Regions from separate parts of the Mus musculus genome. Here region 2 is linked to region 1. A link is a contact called in public Hi-C data. All regions are on one chromosome and are shown on one strand. Each heading gives the region's core, a stretch centred on a gene start, on an enhancer-like site or on the middle of the called end of the contact. The rest is flanking DNA. Distances are from core to core; before and after follow the strand shown.

Region 1 (7,228 bases), core at 3,772-6,271:
AACCCTCCCACTAATTACCATGCCCTACCGGAGCTACAATCTCTGTCTGATGTAGAACTGAGGGGCACACGAGACTGAATGCAGACTCCTGAGAACTAGCTGGGGAGCTGTGGGGGCAACTTTTGGTCATCTCAAGGTTCCAGACTTTCCTGGCAATTTGATAGAAGGCTGATCTACTTTGGTTGAGGCATAGCATGGTTGCTTTTGACACGGACCCACAGATCTCCGTGCTACTAAGAACATGCTGGATTTTTGTAGGTCGAGGCTGGAGATGGCTGTGGTGTCCTAGTTGTGAGCAATACTACACCAGCACAGCTGACTACCAGTCATCTTATCATAGGGAAGTCTCCTGACCCTCAAGAGGCACCATAGTGAGAGATTAAAGATTATTCAGCTTCAACAATGATAGAAGCACAGTTCCCCTTTTTCCCTAAGTCATTATTTAAAGAGAACACAGTCTTTGAGTAGCTGGAGGCTTAGGCTTATGACAAACTCAGAAAAAAAAACCCATCTAAAACTCGCTTTTCATGAATAATTTTTCAGTTATTCAGCTGGGTCCTGAGTGATTCTACATCATGCCACTGCACCATGATCAATGGTTAATGGAGTAGTCCAGATGTGTGCTTGGACTTTCTCTCTCCACTTTCTATCACCCCATCTTTATGAGTGGACACTTAGTTTAGCTTCCCCATCCTCTCTTGGGTGCCACAGTCCCAAGAGCTCTGTGAAACATGAAAGGCTGCCTCGCCTGCAGAAGTTAGAGATTTTTCTTTTTTCTCTTTACAGTGTCATTTTTCTTCCAAGGTTTCTCTTCTCTGGATGCTTACAAACAACAGGAAAAGTAGCTACGATTCACCAGGAAAAGAACTGTTCACTGCTTTAGATCCTATACATGTGGACATGTGTGTGTAAGTGTGTGCAAGTGTGCGTGTCTGGAGGAGGATTGGGTGTGTGTTCATGTTCATGTTGGGGGGTATGAGCATGCGTGCGAGTGCACATGTGTTGCCCATGTGTGTTCTTCCTTTTTAATATTGTGAATGCTGAGATTTTATTTTGTAAGAAATGGTGTTTCTGAACAGTTCCATCACATCTGTATTCCCACCAAGTGTGCTGTCAGAGGCTCCATCAGGTGGGAGCTCATTCTGCAGTCTGCTTTGCTTTTTCTTACCTCTGTTCCATTTATTTTCTGCATGCTGAAGTGGCTGAGCCTGAACAGCACGTAGTACTTCCAGAGTGTAAAGTTGACCACTGGGTTTCCCTGAGGATCGATTGTCAACTGGTCAACCCGACGCAGCTGTGCCAGGGCATTGAACTGCTGCAGCATCACAAGGTTGGTCTCCCTGAATTTAAGGTGCTGCAATAGTAAACCACATACAAGGTCTTGCTCTAAGCTGAACCACCTTCAATACTAACCTTAACACATCACAGGCCATTTCCTGTGGGACCCTGGAAGCCTTAGGCTTAGGAAATAGGTCTTCAGTCACATTAAATCACTGGACTGCTCTAGGCCCATTGAACTTCAATGTACCCAATCCATCAGTCACTGGCGGCATCTACCCAAGACTCAAGTCTTAGGTGAGTCCTTCTGCGAAGGACATCCTCGTCTATCAGCAACTGGGATTCCTTAATGTTACCTAATAACTCAGACTCGTTCAATCATCACAGATTCTACACATTTTACATTAGTACTAATGTATAAAGGAAGATTCCAGAAACTTCTAAGCACAGGACTCACCCTGATGCTGAGAACCAGTATTGTCAACACTGCATCCTTCTGAAAGCCGTGCTGGTTACTTAACTTGGCCAAGGAGAATCAAAACACTAAAACAGAACTCCTAAAGCAAGCCGTCTACTTGCAAATTTGAATATTCTTTCTAAACACCTGCCTCTACTACAACTTATCTTCTTTAGGATGACAAAGAAGAAACATCATCTACTCTAAAAGGGGAAGTAAAGAAACACACGGTAGGGAAAGCTCTAGAGGAAACTTGCTGTAAAAGCACTGTTTCCCAATGTCTATCGCTAACTAGTGCAATACCCACAGTCAGGGAGGCTGCCGGCGAGTCAGCAGACTGAAGTAAACAGTCAGTGCTGTCAGAGGTCTGCGTCAGATCACACAATGAATATACGCACGCCATCCACACCGGTTTCAATGCCTGAAAACATGCTCGAGGGCTGTGTGTGGCTTTCTTTGTAAAATTGAGGTAGATAATATGCATAAAATTCCATTGGTCTTTTCTACTGAAAGAAGGACTGTCTTTAGAGATATAATTTCTAATATTCATACAAACCCACAAGGCCATTTATGGAACTAATTTAAATTCCAGTGCCAGAAAATCAACACAAAAGAAACTACAGAAAATGAAGTTGAAGCAGGCTTTGGCCTGAACACACAAGTTGTAATGAAGAACAATTCAAATATGCTTCCAAAGGAAAGTGTTTACCAGAGAATTTGGAAACTTCATCTTCAGTTTGGGAAGTACTTGGACAATTTCATCAAACTCGATGAACGTGAATGAGACCGTGGTGACCATGCCGGCTGTTTGAACACTCCAGTTTCGATCCAGGCATTCCAGCGCCCCTGAGCCGTACAGTGAGAGGGTTTCTCCGTCTATCTCCACCAAGTGTGTTTCTGTGACAGACAAGCCTTGTAACGCACTGCTGAGCCCTGCATCTAGAGACCTGCAAAAGTCTTTTTTTAAGTAACGTCTCAGGCACACAAAGGAAGTAACAGGCTAGAACAGCATGTTGGAAAGTGCTTTACAGTTTATACTCGTTACCCTCTGTTTCCAGTTAAACCTAGAGCATCCTACATTAATTACACTTAAAAAAAATCACATTTCAAAGTAACAGGCTTGTTGTGGTGTGTTCCTCTTCCGATGTTGAGCCTCTTCCTGCCCTCCTCCCCTCATCCCTCCTGCTGCTTGCTGCTCCCCTCCTCCCACAGACTCCCTGCTGCCTTCATGTCACATGTATCCTTACACTAATTCACTGGATTATCTGAAAGATTAACATTAACATCCAATCATGGTTACAGCTGAAATAGAAAAACTATCATAGAAACCTATCTCCAAGTCCAAATTAGTCATCATATTAATAAGATAATAATTTTATATATCTTAAATATGCTATTAAGATATTTTTATAACAACATAGTTTCCTGATTTATAAAGCTATATAGATAAAAATACATTTTAATATGTTTCCATAAGAATGATGAAATATTATTTATAAAATACAATATAGAATGTTTATAAAATATGTAGCTTTAACCTAGTTTCTATCTTGGTTACAGAGTGAAGTGAGAAATGCTGACTCTCTTTCTGAATAGTCTGATGCCTCAAAAACTCTAAGCATATTGTTCAGTTGTAATCAATAAGAATCAAGCATGTCTTCCCCCTAAATTGAAACAAGAGTGATAAAAACTAATTATGCTACACACAGTACCAGACTGGATACTCTACTGATAGGCCACTTCTGTTCTTTCAAAAGCAGGCCATGCTGCCTGTAAGAGCCAACCTGAACGGCCGAGAATTAGTAAAACTCCTTGATCCAACTCAAAACTCTGCTCTACAAATAGAGGTATACACAGAGCTCAAAACCTGGCCAACGCTCGACTTGCCCTGTGTGTCGCCACTGGGGGTTTGTTCTCTGCCCTCGACTGCTCTGTGTACAGTTAGCTGGGACTGGTACACCTGTCCAGTGCTTCCCGTCTCAGACTAATTACAATTATATGCTGGCAATTTTGTTTCATCCTTTACATAGTGAGTTCATGAAGCTAACAGCCAAATGTCTTCACATCTGGAGACCCGTGGGTTCACTAATGGGCTTTTCACAACCTAGTAACTGATTACAAGGGCCCTCAACAGTTTTAAATGATGATGTTGGACAGTAAGTCTGACAAACTATTATCCCACTGGTTTATTAGATTTATTTCATAGGCATCAGTGAGTTGTGACACATCTGGCTATCCATTAACAAGTTGGCTAATGGCATTTGCGTATTCAGAGTGAATGTGCAATTAAGAAAATACACACAATTATTTTATATGTCATCCTTATAATCAGTATCAAAGGATTAAGATGGGTAATAATCAAAACACCCATGAGTAGAGGTGTGGACCAGCCTTAGGTCTTAAAAGGTAAAAGCTGATAACAGCATAGACTAAGAAAGAACTATCTCCATCTACTGTGCTTTGAACAAGACAGTGAAGTGGGGGAGGGGGCAGCATGGTTCCTGCTGTGCTGGACAGCCTGCATCAGCATTTGCTGTACTGGAAGGAGGGAAAGTGTTGGTACACACTCACAGTAACAGCACTGACAGCGGCACACTGCAACAGTGCTCACTGAACACGGGTCTTTGCTAGTGTCAATCCTGCTGCCTGTACCAGGGCAGAGTCAACATCTAGCAATGCTCAACTCAACACATATATCTTGAACTAATAAACTGAGAAGACTTTCAAGGGTATCTATTAAGCCCTTAAAGGATGCTCCAACCATAGGTATAATACGGGCAAACAGGCCACAGGACAAACAGAGTGATGTGGACACACAATAAGAGCTAACAAGGCTGGCCAGGTGACAGAAGCAGGCGGTGAAGGAAGGTGAAGGGAAAAGTGGCGTTCGCTATGGGTGTGCTTCATGGCCACAGCACCAGACAAAGGTTAGTTTTAATGTTATTAGAGTGGAGAATTAGCTGGCTAAGCAAGCCCACTGGGAAGGGGTCTTGCCCCACATCACATATCTAAGAGAGGTTTGTTTTCTTCACCTATGTGATTAAATGACTAGAAACATAAACTCAATAGTAAAAAGTTGGGTATTACAAGGTGATTATTTTGTGCACACTTTTGGAAAGCACACCACTGGGTAGGAGTGAAAATGTAAGTGAGCCTACAGGCAGATGCTGAGACACCATTGGGAAGCAGGGTCAAAGGGAGCCTCCGAGGCCCTAGACCTCACAGAGATGAGACACATGGCTGCTAGGTGGCATACAGCTTACTCTTGCCAAGAAGAAACAGAACAGCTGTTACCCAGGCCACGCCAGGCCAAGCCAGCTCAGGATCAGGCTGCTGAGGTTGGCCTCAAATTCAGGCCACTGCCTACTAATTTGCTTCTCTAACAAAGCATGCTTGATTTCCACAAAAATGACAAGCTTGTCAAACAATGTCTATGTTGGAGAGAATCATTCCACTTTTCCTTATGTGAATTATTAATAGGTTCATGTTTTTTTTAGTTAGAGATATGCACATATTCATTTATTTTATTTACAATTCAAAGGCTTCTGGTTTTTAAAGACCTAAGCCTGAAAGCTGTTATGTTCGAAGTTCTATGCTAAGTCTTCTGGTACAGGTGACCAAATCATTTGTATTGATAAAGACAGACACAAGAGCTTGCGCATGTGCACGCACATACACATACTTGATATACATATGTATATCAAGACATATGTATAATATATATACATATATATGTATATCAAGACATTTATATATATGATATATCAAGACTATTGCTTTTAAAGCCAAATTGCAGAGCTATAGTTCTCCAAATATAGCTGCTGTGATCCCATCAGGCAAGCAACCTGATAAGTGCAGGGAATGTAATTTCCAAACAAAAATGACCTCACTATGTCATTGACGTAATCAGTAGGATTTTGCAGAAAGCGTATTATATGTCAGAGGTCTTATACTAGACATTGGAGATATTAAATAAAAAAAATACACCTGCTCTCAAAGATTTTGCAATCTGGATAGAGGAAGGAAAAGAAGATAAACATATACATTCAGTATAATGTGCTTGTTGTCACAGAATGGGTATTCCAAGCTTACGCCATGGAAACAGAAGAATGACAAATTCCTTTAGAGGGAGAAGCTGGGCCTCAGAAAGCAGCAGCCTTTGAACTGACCCTTGAGTAGTGGGCCCAGTTTTTTTTTTTTTTTTTACCAGGAGCAGACAAGGGACAAGAGGAAGAAGGGAAGGACAGAAGCCTGAGCATGTGTCACTGTGGGGAAAGTTCATTTCAGTATGTCCAGACTGTGAGACATAGTAACACAGACAGACAGAATAGCCACGTGGGGGCAAAGCTGAAAAGTCAGGTGTCATCCCATAGGGAGGGTGAACAGAAACAGCTGTAAAGTTGGGATTTAGCTCAGAAGTAGAACACTGTCATATTGTCATGTCTGGGGCCTTGGGTTCAATCCCCAGCAAAATACACATACACACACACACAGAGAGAGAGAGAGAGAAAGAGAAAGAGAGAGAGAGAGAGAGAAAGAGAGAGAGAAAGAGAGAGAGAAAGAGAGAGCGAGAGCGAGCACATGCACCCCTCTGTTTTCAAGGACCCGCATGAGAACGACTAGCACATGTACTTTGTGAAGAAGTTGGGAGGAAGAGGCTGGAGGTGGGGATATTAATAAGAAGACCAGTACAATATCAAGCAGCTCACAGGAGGCCATGAAAGAAAGACATGATAGCATACATTAGAGGTGGCATCGTTAAAAAATAACCCTTGACTAAGCCTCCAGACCTGCCACTCTCCCAAGAAGCTTCAGGATTTCTGAGTTTGAATTTCCTTGTCTGTAAATGGTGATCCCATTAAACTGTTTTCAGAGGTTTGTGAAGATTAGAAATAATGAAGGCATAAAACTGTGCCTGTATTTATCTCAGTGCATTTAGAGATCATTATCAATGAATGACAACATATTACCAGGTATTTAAGAGAAGGTAAAAGGAGGACTTATTGGTTAATTGACCATAAAATGTCAGGGAAGGAAGAATTAGGTATGAGTTCAGCTTCTACTAGGTGACTGGGTACTGGGCCCAGCCAGACTCCTATCCCCACTCAGCCTGAGCTACGCCCTGAGAAAGGCAGGGCTGCTTCTGTGGAATCAAACTTGATTCCACCTCACTACTATGTTTCCAACTCAAAGGTCAGGGATGGCAGGCAATAGACAGCCAGTGGAGATTATCCTCAAGCTCGTTGGTGGTTAATTCCAAGTCCAACTATCCTCAAACAGCTCTCTTGATGACAACCAGGAAACCTCCTGAGTCTCTCCAATTACTGGAGGAACCTACGAAAAGATGGAGAGTTAACTCGATGCAGTAAAGTATCAAATTCTTACGAGCCAGGCAGCTGCAGACCACACCCCAGTGAACACCATGACCAGAAAGGCGCTATTCCAGAGGCCTGCATTCATTTTTGTGTCTCTAGCCTTCTTATACCAGGCAAG
Region 2 (6,493 bases), core at 3,220-5,719, 140 kb after region 1:
GTGGGACAGAGGATCTCTGGAAAGATCTAGTAGTGTCGGACCGTTTTTTTCTTACAATGACTGAGCTGTCTTTGGCAGGCCGCGCAAGGGCTCCTCTTAAGACCTCAAAGGAGATGTGCTTTATGGTAAATCCTACAGTCAATAGCATGGTGTCTCATAGGACTGAGTGTGTCTGTTCCCTGTCAAGTGAATAAATAATAAAACACCCACTGGAAGTCCTTTATCTGAGGTCACAGAGATGCCTTTTCAAGACAGAACCCAACGGGGACATGTTCCCTCTCTCTAGCTCACGGTGTCCCTGCAGGGCAGTCCCGGACTCTCCTGGAGGCTTCTGGCAGCCTGGGAGGTCTGTCATCTCTAGGAGTCTCGCTGAACAGGCAGCTTAGACAGTTCCTGCTGTCTCCACAGCGTTCCAGACTAACAGTGTTTGACATCACCTGAGAACTTGCAAGAAATAAAAGTTTCTAGGCCCCAGGGAAGGGATTCTAGGTGTGTTTCTAAAGATTTCTTCTTATTATTATTATTTACATGTATGTGCTTGTGTGAGTGTATGCCACGCATGTGCCTGTGGAAGCCCGAATAGGCATCAGATCCAATGAAGCTAGAGTTACAGCTGTGAGCTTCTCAGCATGGATGCTGGGAACCGAACTCGGGTCCTCTAGAAGAGCAAAAGTGCTCTGAACTCCTGAGTCATCTTCCTAACCCCAATATCTAGAGTTTGAAAAGCCCTGCAGATGATCTGTACTAGTGTGAGAACCCCTGAGGCAGCCAAGGCTGCAGGACCCTGTGTCAGCCAGTCTGACCCCACACTCCTCGTTCTTATTCTTGGGGGTGGGTAACAAGCTTCCAAAGCCTTCTGGTACCCTTGGAGCACGCTTTGCTGCATGCTAGTGTGTGGGTTGTAGTCAGCCCTCCCTAAAAGTGGGCTCCATTTCCTTCTCACTGGGCTCAATTTCTGTCACCAACAAAAGCCATCTTGGTGTAACACCAAAGATCCCTGGCCTACATCCCAGTGTTGGCTTTACCCATGGGCCATTTGGGGGATTTAGAGCTGGTTAACAATTGCGCGGTGATTGTTTGCCAGGGATGCTGATTAAAACTTCCCATGCTTTCTCATTCAAATTATCCCATCACCGTGTGAAAAAAAAAAAAGATTCAGGTATTAGTGCTGCTTTTTACCAGATTTTTTAAAAAAGACCCCATGTAGATTACTAATCTGTCCAAGGTTTAATAACTAGGTTGATGGTTCTGGGGTTTGTTTTGTTGTGATTGCTGCTGCTGGTGGTGATGGTGGTGGTGATGGTAGTGGTGGTGATGGTGGTGATGATGGTGGTGGTGATGGTGGTGGTGATGGTGGTGGTGGAGGTGGTGATGGTGGTGGTACTATTTTCTGAGACAGCCTTGCCCTGTAGCATTGGCTGACCTCAAACTCCCAATACTCAAACCTTAGTCTATGGAGGTCTCATATGCACTATTACTCCAAGCTAGCATGAAATGTTTACTATTATTATTATTATTTTGCATGTGTGTGTGAGAGAGATAGATATATGTTTGTATAGTCAGGTCAAGCCATAGAGCATGTTTACGGAGGTCAGAAGAGTTATAGCTGTGAGCTACAGGAGTCAGTTAGCTGTCTCTCCCACTGGTGAGTTCCAGGGATCAAACCCAGCTCATCAAGGCTTGACGAGCAAGCATCTTACAAGCATTTGACTCTTGGAGGCATCTTACTGGCCCCACTACATGGCTTTGCCTGCCATTCATATCCATGAGACGCAGGCACACGTGTTACTGTGGATTCAGCAGCTCCCAACGTGCTGGGCTTTTCGGTTAGACAAATTATTTCCCTTGTCCTCAGCATCTCCACTGTCACACTGGTTAATTTACACTGGAAGCTGCAGAGTCAAGAGAATAATGCTCACCTAGAAAAATTTCGGAAGTGGAAAAGAACAAGTCCGGAGTGTTTTCGTTTTGAAATAGTCTGGCCTCAAAATCTCGATGTAGCTGGGGATGTATGGCCTTGAATTGTTTTACCCTCATCTCCAATGTGCCGGGACGACAAGCACACACCACTACCATATGTAGTCTTACGCAATGCCTAGGAATCAAACCCAGACCTTTGTGTATTCTAGGCAAGCCCTCTACCAACCTCAAGTGTATCTTTTAAATTATACAGTTATGTCCAAATTAGCAGATGATTATCTGGTCAGGAAGGTGGTATTTATTCCCTTTAAGGCCCAGAATTAGTACAGACAATACCGGCAGGAAGTGGGTTCTCCACTTTCCCAGCTACCTGATGCAGGAGCATGTCTAGACAGCAGACTGTGAGACCTTCTGACCCTGTGCATCCACAGCTCCCTTCCAGTCACTCCCTGTGTCCCCTTCCCCAACACAACTCCTGTCACCGCTGCCTGATCCTTTCCCGTGGTCACAGCTTCCAGTCTGTCAGGCTGTCTGGCTGTCAGGCTGTCCGGTCATCTCTAGCTCTTCCCTTCAGGATCTCTTACGTGTTGTTCCACTCCCTTCAGTTCCCACACAGACACTGGGCTGTATTTGTAGATGAATTCCAGTGTACCCCAGCTACTTTAAAGACCTTCATCTTTATACATAAATCCAGGCGGACTGGACCTGCCCTCTACAGAACTGCCCCGTGGGGTGCTATGCTGGGGTCCTGAACCTGAGCTCAGTAGCTCTGAGTTCTAGTCTTGGACTATTCCAGGAAAGAACCCTGGAGAAGTGATTTCTGTATTCAGTTCATGTTTCCCCATGCAGTCAGTGGAGAACAATCAGATAGGTGCTCCTGAGATGACCTAAGTCCCTGCAAGTGCTTTGTAGGCATTATTACATGTCTCGCCTTCCCATCATCTCCAAACACAGCCTACCCATTCTCCCAAGGGTTTGGACCTTGGTTCGTGGTTGACACCACTTGCAGAGCCTATTCCTCTGTTGGTCTGGCTCACACCATTCTGGAGTGAGGTTCCCTGAGTGACTTTAGTGGGTGGGCAGCATTAAGACTCCCATCATGCTGAGACAGGGGGCTTTAGGGACATGCACTTCTTCCCCTCCTTCAGGACCTAGTCCTGGTCTCATCTGAAGATGCCTCCACTGTCTCAGTGTATCAGACGCCTGGGCACTTTGACGGACCTACTTTGTCTATCTCTGCAGCAGCACTACAGCTGGGTCATGACCTTCCTGTTTGTTACCACAGCTGGCGTTTCTTGAACAGCTTGACCAGGAAACTCAGCCAATCATATTTTTACAGATGTTTCATTCTTTTTAACGAAAACCAGCTCCCTCCCCATGCTGCAACGCCAAGTCCGTTGGATATGTCTCCTTAAGGTGCTGGCAGAACATCAACACTCCACACGTGTCCAAAGAATCGCTTGATCTGCCATCCTGCCTTCACATGCCTACCTGCTCCTGACCACCCACCCCAGCAAGTGACGTCATCCTTTTTCCAGTCACTGAGATGGAAATGAGGCCATGCAGTCAAGGCGCAGAAAGTTACTTCTGGGTAAGACTCCAAACAGGTTTGCTTTCTTGTACCCCAGTTCTCTCCAGCAGAGAACAGTGGTGACTGCCTCTGGTGATGTGTTTGAATCGAGTCACAACACAAAACTTGCTCAAGGTCAGCACTAAAAGTATGGAGGCTTCCCTCAGTGCACCTTCCCTCTCCGTAGTGCGCATGCGCAGAGCTCCACGGGCGCTTCCTCATTCCCCACCCGTCCTGTGCGTATTCTCTCTTTGCAGATTTCTAAGGTTTGCATGTCCCCAGGTCTTATTTTATTTTGTTTTATTTTTATGTATATGTGTACACGTGTGTGTGTGTGTGTGTGTGTGTGGTCTAGAGGAAACTTCACGTGTTGCTTCTCCGGCACCAATAACCTTGTTTTATAGCCTGGCATTTACCAAGTAGGAGAGGCTGGCTGGACAATGAATCCCAGGGATCCACCTGCCTCTCCATCCCCAGTGTGGTTATCATAAGCATGCCCCACAATGCCTGGATTTTTATTTTATTTTATTTTTATATTACTTCTGGAGCTTGAGCGTGAGTCCTCATGACGGCCAGGCAAGCACTTGGCTGACTAGGCTGTCTTCCCAGCTCTGTGCCTCCAGGACTCTTTGCCTCTCTTCCATCCTATCACCAACTTTGTCTTAAGAAACTACAAATCTGTTACTTCTCTGTAAAAAAAAAAAAAAAAAAAAAAAAGAATGCTGTCTGTATTTTTCTGTACATTTTTTAAGGCCAAACTGCCTAGCTACCACCCCTGCCAACGCCCCACCATGCTGCTGTCTTGTGGAGAACACTCTGAGCATTACTTGGTGGATACACATTCTGTCAACCCAGGGTGACGTCCTGAGCTGGCACACAGCCTTCGGATCCCAAATCCTGCCCCTGTCTGTCTCTCGTTTGCTGTGGCAGCACCCCAGGGTGTGGCTGTCTCCAAAACAGCTCTGCCTGGCTTCTGCCGCAAGGGGCTAAACCGTGCCAGCAAGTCCTCTTAGGCGATGAATTGCTCATCCATTATTTTTATCTCTTTCCCATAAACCGTAAAGTAGATTTTCCCGGCAATTTTGAGCCCCATTCCTTGTAAAACCACTACCAAAAATGAACAGCAAACCTCTGAGGCAGGAAGTATGGGGGCCTCGGGAAATGTTGGCTTATTCTCAACAAGGACATCAATCCTGCTTGCTCCTCTCAGGTAAAATAACCCGAAGGCTTCAGCCTTCTTCATTCGTCCTCATGCTGTGCACTCCCAACAGCCCTATGTGACCCCCGCGAGGCGGGAGTCAGTGGCAGTTATGACGGACACTCAGTGCTTTTAGACCCGGAATGAATGTTATGGTCGGGACATCCAGAGTGTGTATGCAAAAGCCCCGTGGGAGCTAGCTACCATCACTTAGACCACTCTTCCATTAATTAGCTGTTTGCACACCACCCCTGAGCTGGAGCCAGCTCGAAGACAAGGAGAAGCAGGGTACGTATCACGTGTCTTCTTGTAGCTTACTCTGTTTACTCTCTGTCGCTGTCATGAGTCACCACAACCAAAAGCAGCTGGAGGAGGGAAGTGTTTGTTTGGGTTTTCTTGGCGGTGTCCCAATTATAGGTCATCATGAAGGGAACCTGGGGGCAGGAGCTGGAGCAGAAGCACGGAGGAGTGCCGCACGGAGGAGTGCCGTTTCCTGGCTCGCTTCTCATGGCTTCTTCAGCCTGCTTTCTTACATGAGCAGGACAGCCAGCTCAGTGGGCTGGGCCCTCCCACATCAATCACTAATCAGGAAAATGCAGGACAGTGGATTGGAGCTATTTTCTCTGTTGAGGTTCCTCTTCCCAGAGACGCGACTTTCACGAATACTATGAAGCCTGCAGTGGCGGGAGGGGTGCCAGCACACACACTATGAGATGGCAAGAGTTCTTGGTCAGGGCTTCCTACACCTTTCCTCTCGTGGTCCACTGTCACTTAGGAAATTCGTATTATAATTTTATATAGATCTCTAAAATAGATTTACAGCCTGATACTTGCTGATAATAAATCACAAACAACTGTATTTTAAAACAAATGTTTGGTGTACATACAAATTACCATTTATATTGCAGCTTGGTTTTATTATTGTCAGTGCCAAGAACACTTCTTACTCTGAAAGCATAATTCAAAATATCAGAACTAAGTTTAGGGCTGTTTCAGCAAATGTTGGAAACCCTGCCCTAATCCCAAGCCAATATGGTTCATGATTTCTAGGTGAAAATCAAATCAAGACAATATTTAAAAAAAATTAAGTATTCAAATGCCACATGATCCAAAGACACAAGCGCCGGGTAGGTAATGAGGGATGATGAAGAAACCATACTTGAAGTCTTTGTGTTTGACAATTAGCCCAATCTGTTCCCATGAGAGCAGAAATCTCGGTGTACTGGAAAGTATTGCAACCCACAGCATACGGCAGACTCCATTTAGACTTGGAGAGACCGGGGTGGGGGTAGAGGGCTGCGAGGGAGGGGGGTTAGTGGTAGAAGCTGGCAGAGTACGCATGCGTGTTTTGATCAGAGGCTGCACTGAGGTTAAGAAATGCCAGGCCGTTGCGCATTGCCAGAAACACTTCTGATTTATGACACATTTCATTTGGAACTAATTTTTGGTTGTTGCACATTCAGAAATCCTTTGCCCCTGACTAATTGTTGAGAACTGCATCCTGTTGTGCAACCCTACGCACTCAGCTGTGTGCAGATATTGAATTAGAATGAGAGGAAGCAAGAGTTCTAGACCAGGGTTTCTTAAGCAGGCAGGTTTTACATAGAGCATAATATTGCAATACAGTGTGTTAGGTGTTTTGGTGGAAGATGAATCCTGTGACCTTTGCCCTCATCTGTCACTGCAAAATATAGTAGACACTACAGTCATTATCAACCCACCTTCAAAGCAGGGAGATTGTAGCTGGCAGAGGAAAAACCCCGTTGGTTTGCTCTCATCGCCCTCTAGTGCCCACACTGGAGTAT

What was found. A called contact is a pair of places that touch in the nucleus more often than the background predicts.
Region 2: a contact with region 1 is called in a Hi-C map of cerebellum, with 2.9 times the contacts expected there. The contact joins two enhancer-like sites. A contact is called at or near these places in 12 of 484 Hi-C or Micro-C datasets (the AML12 cell line, the G1E-ER4 cell line, adipose-derived mesenchymal stem cells and 7 more).

Annotation. Positions count from the first base shown.
Region 1 is chr9:60,600,135-60,607,362 of GRCm38.p6, forward strand. Lrrc49 (leucine rich repeat containing 49) reads right to left here. Exons shown (of 17, transcript NM_145616.4): 13 at 2,445-2,682; 14 at 1,169-1,354. Among named protein-coding and RNA genes, the nearest start is that of 9230112J17Rik, 58 kb to the left of the region's middle. Within about 2 kb of position 5,022, at least 5 of the 459 cell types and tissues checked have an H3K27ac peak or open chromatin away from gene starts, as enhancers often do. A contact at or near this core is called in cerebellum and muscle stem cells, where this site is marked.
Region 2 is chr9:60,738,327-60,744,819 of GRCm38.p6, forward strand. Larp6 (La ribonucleoprotein domain family, member 6) reads left to right here. Exons shown (of 3, transcript NM_026235.4): 3 at 1-475. Among named protein-coding and RNA genes, the nearest start is that of 1700036A12Rik, 26 kb to the right of the region's middle. Within about 2 kb of position 4,470, at least 96 of the 459 cell types and tissues checked have an H3K27ac peak or open chromatin away from gene starts, as enhancers often do. A contact at or near this core is called in cerebellum and muscle stem cells, where this site is marked.